2 separate regions of the Mus musculus genome follow, and region 1 is linked to region 2. Evidence: chromatin contacts called from public HiChIP or PLAC-seq data. All regions are on one chromosome and are shown on one strand. Each heading gives the region's core, a stretch centred on a gene start, on an enhancer-like site or on the middle of the called end of the contact. The rest is flanking DNA. Distances are from core to core; before and after follow the strand shown.

Region 1 (2,871 bases), core at 242-2,741, 52 kb before region 2:
TATGTTCTGTCCCTACAATAGAATGTTATCTAGCCAGGAAAAGAAGGAAGCCAGCAGTGGTGGTAGCACACACCTTTAATCCTAGCACTCTGGAGGCAGAGGCAGGCAGATCTCTGAGTTCAAGGCCAGCCTGGTCTGCAGAGTGAGTTCCAGGACAACCAGGCTCCTCTACACAGAGAAACCCTGGTTCTAACAACAACAACAACAACAACAAAGAAAGAACAGAAAAAAGAAACTATGTTCCAGCAGGGCCATCTTTGCAAACACTAACTTAAATGACAGACATTGGTCCTCAAAGGCTACTCAAATGAGTGCATTTATGTGAATTTTTTTGTATTAGGACAGTAGCCCAGGCTATGTGAGCCTGAACTTCACAAGTACTAGAATCAAAGATCTGTGCCACCATGCCAAGCCATGGTTATTTTTACAGTTACAAAAAATGTTCTAAAATTCTCTGTGGTTGTAGGTATACATCTGAATACATTAAAAGCCACTGAACTGCCCTTTTGAATGAGAGGGTTGAATGGTGGAGCACCCTATCTCTATAAAGCTATGTCAAAAAGAGAAGGCTAGAGGCAAGCATGGTGGTGCACACCTGTTGTCCCCGCACTTCAGAGGCAGGGACAGAAGAGTCCAGCCTGAGGCTAGCCTGAGCTCCACAGTGACAGGGAGAGGAGAGCCCAGCCTGAGGCTAGCCTGAGCTCCACAGTGGCAGGAACAGGAGAGGCCTGCCTGAGGCTAGCCTGAGCTCCACAGTGGCAGGGACAGGAGAGGCCAGCCTGAGGCTAGCCTGAACTCCATAGGGAGAGGCTGTCTGGGAGGGAAGAAAAGTTTAAGGTTTAGATTTGACAGAACTCATACATCAGGGAGGTCAGATCTGTGAACAGTTCGTCAGGACATCAGCAAGCACGTGGAGGGACGCAGGGCAGGCGATCAGGGGGACTTGTGAGCCCAGGTGACACATGCCTGCCTTCCTGTCTGTTAGGATGGCCTGCTGTCCTCCCCCTGAAACCCTGTTCCTGGGCCTCCCTGGGGAAACACTGATGCCTGAGGAGAAATCGAAACAGAAGAGCAGGTGTCACCTCCTGGGCAAATTCCAAGAAAAGACAGAGAGAGGCTCCCGAGGTGATAGCTCACAAGCTTTGAAGGGAGGAAGGAAACAGAAGCCACAAGAGAAAGTGAAAGAGGAGGTGGGTGTGAGAGAGAGGCAGGGACCTGGGCATAGGCCATGCAGATCACACTCTACCAACACTGAATCCACAGGGCCTCCCTCATCCTTCCATTGCCTCCAGTCTCAGAAGTCCTACAATCTCTTCCTTTCTGCCTTGGCCCCTGAGTCCCTGATGCCCTGGGATTTATGGGTCCTGAATCTGAAGGCAGCCAATGCCACTGTGTTGTCATTGAAATTGTTTTGTTTTGTTGTCCTCCCACCCCATGACTGGGACTCTCTAGCCAGTGTTTCTGCACTGTAGACGGATGACTGCTTTGTTCTCTAAGGCAGGTGTGGCATCCTTACAGTTCTGTCTCTAGAGTCAGAATTCAATCCCTGGCCAGCGACGAAGGTTCTAGGACAGGGCTAAGCAGGGCATAATGGCACTTCTTGTGCTGTCTTGGTCTGTGACTTCACCTTGCTTCTGCTCTCTGTGGGGTCACAGCACAAACAAGGCCTGAAGGTGTCTTCTCTGTTCAGTGGGAGATAAGCTGAGGTTTGTAGAGGCAGCCAAGGTGTTGGGGCTCCTGGACTCCACCACTCTCCTTTAGCCCTGTTGGCTCTGAGCTGACATGGCAGGTGACAGAAGGCCTGGGATTCTGCAGGAGCAGGAGACCAGCTCCACATTTAGGTCATGCATCCTGGGTTAGCTGATAGAACCTTGCCTAGAATGTGCAAAACCCTGGGTTCACACACACACACACACACACTTGGACACACATACACTCACACTTACACACAGCCACACACACACACTTACACATACACACATACACATACACAGCCACATGCACACACACAGATTCACATCACTCAGCCACACACACATACACTTACACAGACACACACACACACTGAGCCACATAGACATACACTCACACAGGCACACATACACACACACACACACACACACACACAGAAACACATACACACACACAGAGCCACACACACTTGGACACACACACACATACACACTTACACACAGCCACACACACAGCCACATCACTCAGCCACACACAAATACACTTACATATACACACACAGCCACATGCACGCACACACAGCCACAGCCACACACACATACACTTACACAGACACACACACACAGACACACACACACACACACAGAGGCAATGTCCCATAGAGGCTGTTCAGTATGATAGAGAAAACTCACACAGATGTCCTCAAATGTGCAGAGGCTTCATAGCCAAAGGCTGAATGAAGTTGGTCTGTGTCAGCCCCGAGAGCAGAGGAATGGGAACGTGGACAAAGGACTGTGACAGAACGGGCTACCTGAGGTGGGCGTCTGAGGCTACATAAGGAAGAAGCCAATCCACCTCTGACTCAGTTTCTCCTTCTGAACATTTCTGTGACCACACCAGCAAGCAACTCGGAAGTTCATGACACAGCTGGGTGCTCTTGAATCCACTCAGTCCTGCCAAGCTCGCCGCTCACCGGTAGGGTCTGCTTCCAGCTCATGCCAGGAGTTTTTGCTCACATGCCGACTATAAAACAGGTTCCCACACTCCCTCCCTGCCTTCCGTTAGTTTGTTTGAGCCCCTCACAGAACTTGGGAAACCACCACAGTGGACAGGATTGTCACAGGGATTACAAAGGCTGCAGATGAGGAGGCACCCCCAAGAGAGGAAGAACTCCCATCT
Region 2 (2,926 bases), core at 404-2,903:
CATGCTCAGGATGAGGAGACTGAGGGTCAAACCTGGGCAGAGAAGAGCGCATCAGTTACCTGACTGGTGGTTGTCCAGCCCAGGGGAGGAGCTGGGCACACAGTAGGGTCTGGGTTTGCACAGAAGCACTCACTGGGGCTACCACCTTCCACCATAAACCAAACAGGGTGAAGGAGATGGTGGTGGCTGCAATTTCCCTGCAGCTCTTCGGGGAGAGGTTGGGTTGTAGCCTCCAGCATCCCTGTCCTGACTTTATGGCATAACGAACAGACAAGAGAGTCCTCTATAAGATATCTGGCCTCATACAAGGGTTAGCTCTGTCCTAAGACTGACAGGTTAAGTTCCTGACTACTTTATAGACCTTAACATTCCCTGTAGGCAGAATAGAGTTGACCAGGGGTCTGTCCTGAGGTGCAGCCCCAGGGCAGCAGGTCACCTAAGCTCTTTTCACAGAGCCAGAAAAAGCACCTCTCCACTCACTGGGCCAGCCAGTGCTGACGGCCATTCTGCTGAAAGGTGAGCAAGATGCGAGAGGAAAGCCTGTCCAGGTCACCCATGCTCAGCACTCGCCCTGCCCTTCCTGCCACCGACACACGAACCCCTAACACACGCACACACCAGGACTGCTGGGAGCCCAGGAGAAGGTTGTAGGGGTGAGGGCAGATGATCATAGTTCCAGCTCGCAGGCCCCCACCCTCACAGGCACCGGCAGCCACGTGGTCGGAAGGGGCCTGTGGTGCAATGGCCCGGAAGGCTACGACACCATCCTTCCCTTCCTACAAACCAACCAGCCCCACCCCACCCCACCCCCTCGCCCCTGGGGAGGGCCTGTAGCCCAGGCGTGCCAACCACAAGTCCCCTCCCCATCTTCCCCCGTGTCTGCAGCTACACTGCCAGTGAGGGTCCACAGCGAGCTTGTAACAGGTGCACATGGACCAGTGCCTGTGGGGGTGTGCCCGTAGACCTAGGTGAGGCACTGCAGTACCTGCCCCGGTCACCGGGGGTTCTGGTCTGCAGGTGAGACTTCCTACCTTACTGAGAGGGAGGACCTGTTCCCACATAGATGGCTCTGCTTGCCTGTCCCCGTGTGGGTGTGGCTGTATGAGTGGCGGGATGATCTAAGGACCTCTGGCTTGGCTGACTTTGCATCTGCCCCAGACCCCGAGAATTGAATCAGAGCAAGAAGTGAGCCCCTTGCTCCATTTCCGCGCAGATCTGGAACTTCCTTCTCTGCTCATCCCCTACCTGCCTTGGGCTTCTCCAGACTCTTCTCACTCTTTCTCCTCTTCCCTCATGCCCTGGTCCCCGGCATGGTCTCTCTCACGCCTCCCTCTGGAATACCTTCCAGAAATACTACGTTTCCACCTGTGGCTATGCTGGGGTCTCAGTGGATCCCTGCCCTACTAGTTCTCCCTCTCGTCCACATCCTTCACTTGATCTACAGCTCCCAAGGGCAGAGGGTGCCTACAGCAGCCAGTTGGCCCAGCTGCGCCCTGGGATGGTAGAAAGGAAGGAAGTACTTACTGAGCAGTGTTCTTAGAAGCCGTGTCTGCATACTGGGTCCTGGTACTCTGGCCCGTGCCTCTCAGGGGTGACACAGCTTGGCTGGGTGTCCTGCAGGCTGGCAGCCACTTTATGCCCGACGGGGCGATTGGCCAACATCTCGTGAGGTGGGTGGGGAGGGGGAGGGGGAAGGGCAGGCCTTCTGGGAACATGACCCCAAAAACCAAAGTCTCCCCAGGCGGCCAATGGGCGCCATGCGCCATGACATGCCCGCTCCTCCTCCCGTTTTCTTCGAATTCGTTCTTCGAGGTCAGCCCCACGCCCAAGGATGATGTAAACCGCAGCCTCAGCCTTCTTGGGGTGAGCGGGCAGCACGGGGGTCCGTATCATCTTCAGGGATCAGTCCAGGGGTCAGAGCACGACTTGCAAGGGAGGCCACCCCTGGTCCAGAAACTACCAACCTCCTAGGACACGAAGGTTTAGGGCTAAAGGGAGCCAGACATCTTCCTTGTTGAGTGCCCTTCCCACCCTCTCGCTTGGGCTGTCGGGACATCTGTGAGCGGAAACCACCAGGCTCTGGGCACAGAGCCAGACTTGGGCCCCAAAGATTGTGCCTCTAATCCCAGGTCAGCATCTTCTAGCCCAACTCATTTCCATTGTCTCTATTAACTGTCCTCGCCCAGCCTTCCCAATCCCAGATCCTCTCTCTGTAGACAGGGTCCTTTAGGACCCTTGGAGCAAGAGAAATTAGAGAACGGGTTCAAAGCTTGTGACACGCTGTGTCGCTGTGTTGTCTGAGGCAAGTCACTCAGCTACTTTGAGCCCCACCTGAGAAAGCGAGAGAGAAAAGCACTCCTTGGTTCACCCCTCAAGGTCACTGCCAACATGGACATAAAAGGCAAAAAAGCCTTTGAAGAAAAAAGAAAAGACTAGGCTTGAATTCCAAGTACTGGTTTTCAGGGGATGGGATGGAGGGGGCGGGGGAGACCGGGAAGCTGTGAGCTCAGAGGGGAAGCTGGAGGGAGGGGTGGGGGAGCTGCGACAGTTGGACACAAGGTTTCACTTTCTCTGAAAGATAGCGATCCATCATGGGTGGGTCTTCTGCTTCTCCGCACTGAGGGACTGAGGCCCAGGCTGAGCCAGATCCACAGGCCATGCTTGGAAGCCACAGCACATCTGCCAAGCTAGAATGAGCATCCTTAGGCTGTACCTGCTGTTGGCCCTCATATATTCATTCAACAACCCCCCCACTCCCTATCCAGGAGGCGACTGTGCCCCCATCCACATATTCTCTGCACCTAGCAGAGTGTCCCCCTTGTTAGCAACTCCCCAGTACAGTCTAGACTAGATCCTTCTGAAGTCTTCATTTCCTCCTACTGAATTTCTTACCTCTGCCCACTCCAGGGTGCTGTTCCCTAGGGCC

What was found. HiChIP or PLAC-seq counts read pairs in DNA pulled down with a chosen protein or histone mark.
Region 1: an H3K27ac HiChIP or PLAC-seq map of CD8 T cells shows a contact between it and region 2, with 10 times the contacts expected there. The contact joins the enhancer-like site here to the promoter of Osm in region 2. A contact is called at or near these places in 1 of 484 Hi-C or Micro-C datasets (erythroblasts), 4 of 115 datasets of contacts at active chromatin or transcription factors (CD8 T cells, the SCID.adh cell line and embryonic stem cells) and 2 of 9 other capture datasets (adipose tissue and pancreatic islet).

Annotation. Positions count from the first base shown.
Region 1 is chr11:4,287,736-4,290,606 of GRCm38.p6, reverse strand. The region is part of intron 2 of Gm11958 (predicted gene 11958); the gene reads right to left. Among named protein-coding and RNA genes, the nearest start is that of Gm11958, 3.7 kb to the right of the region's middle. Within about 2 kb of position 1,491, at least 74 of the 459 cell types and tissues checked have an H3K27ac peak or open chromatin away from gene starts, as enhancers often do. A contact at or near this core is called in CD8 T cells and the SCID.adh cell line, where this site is marked.
Region 2 is chr11:4,235,512-4,238,437 of GRCm38.p6, reverse strand. Osm (oncostatin M) reads right to left here and starts at 1,653. Exons shown (of 3, transcript NM_001013365.2): 1 at 1,525-1,653; 2 at 1-32. The coding sequence starts at 1,555.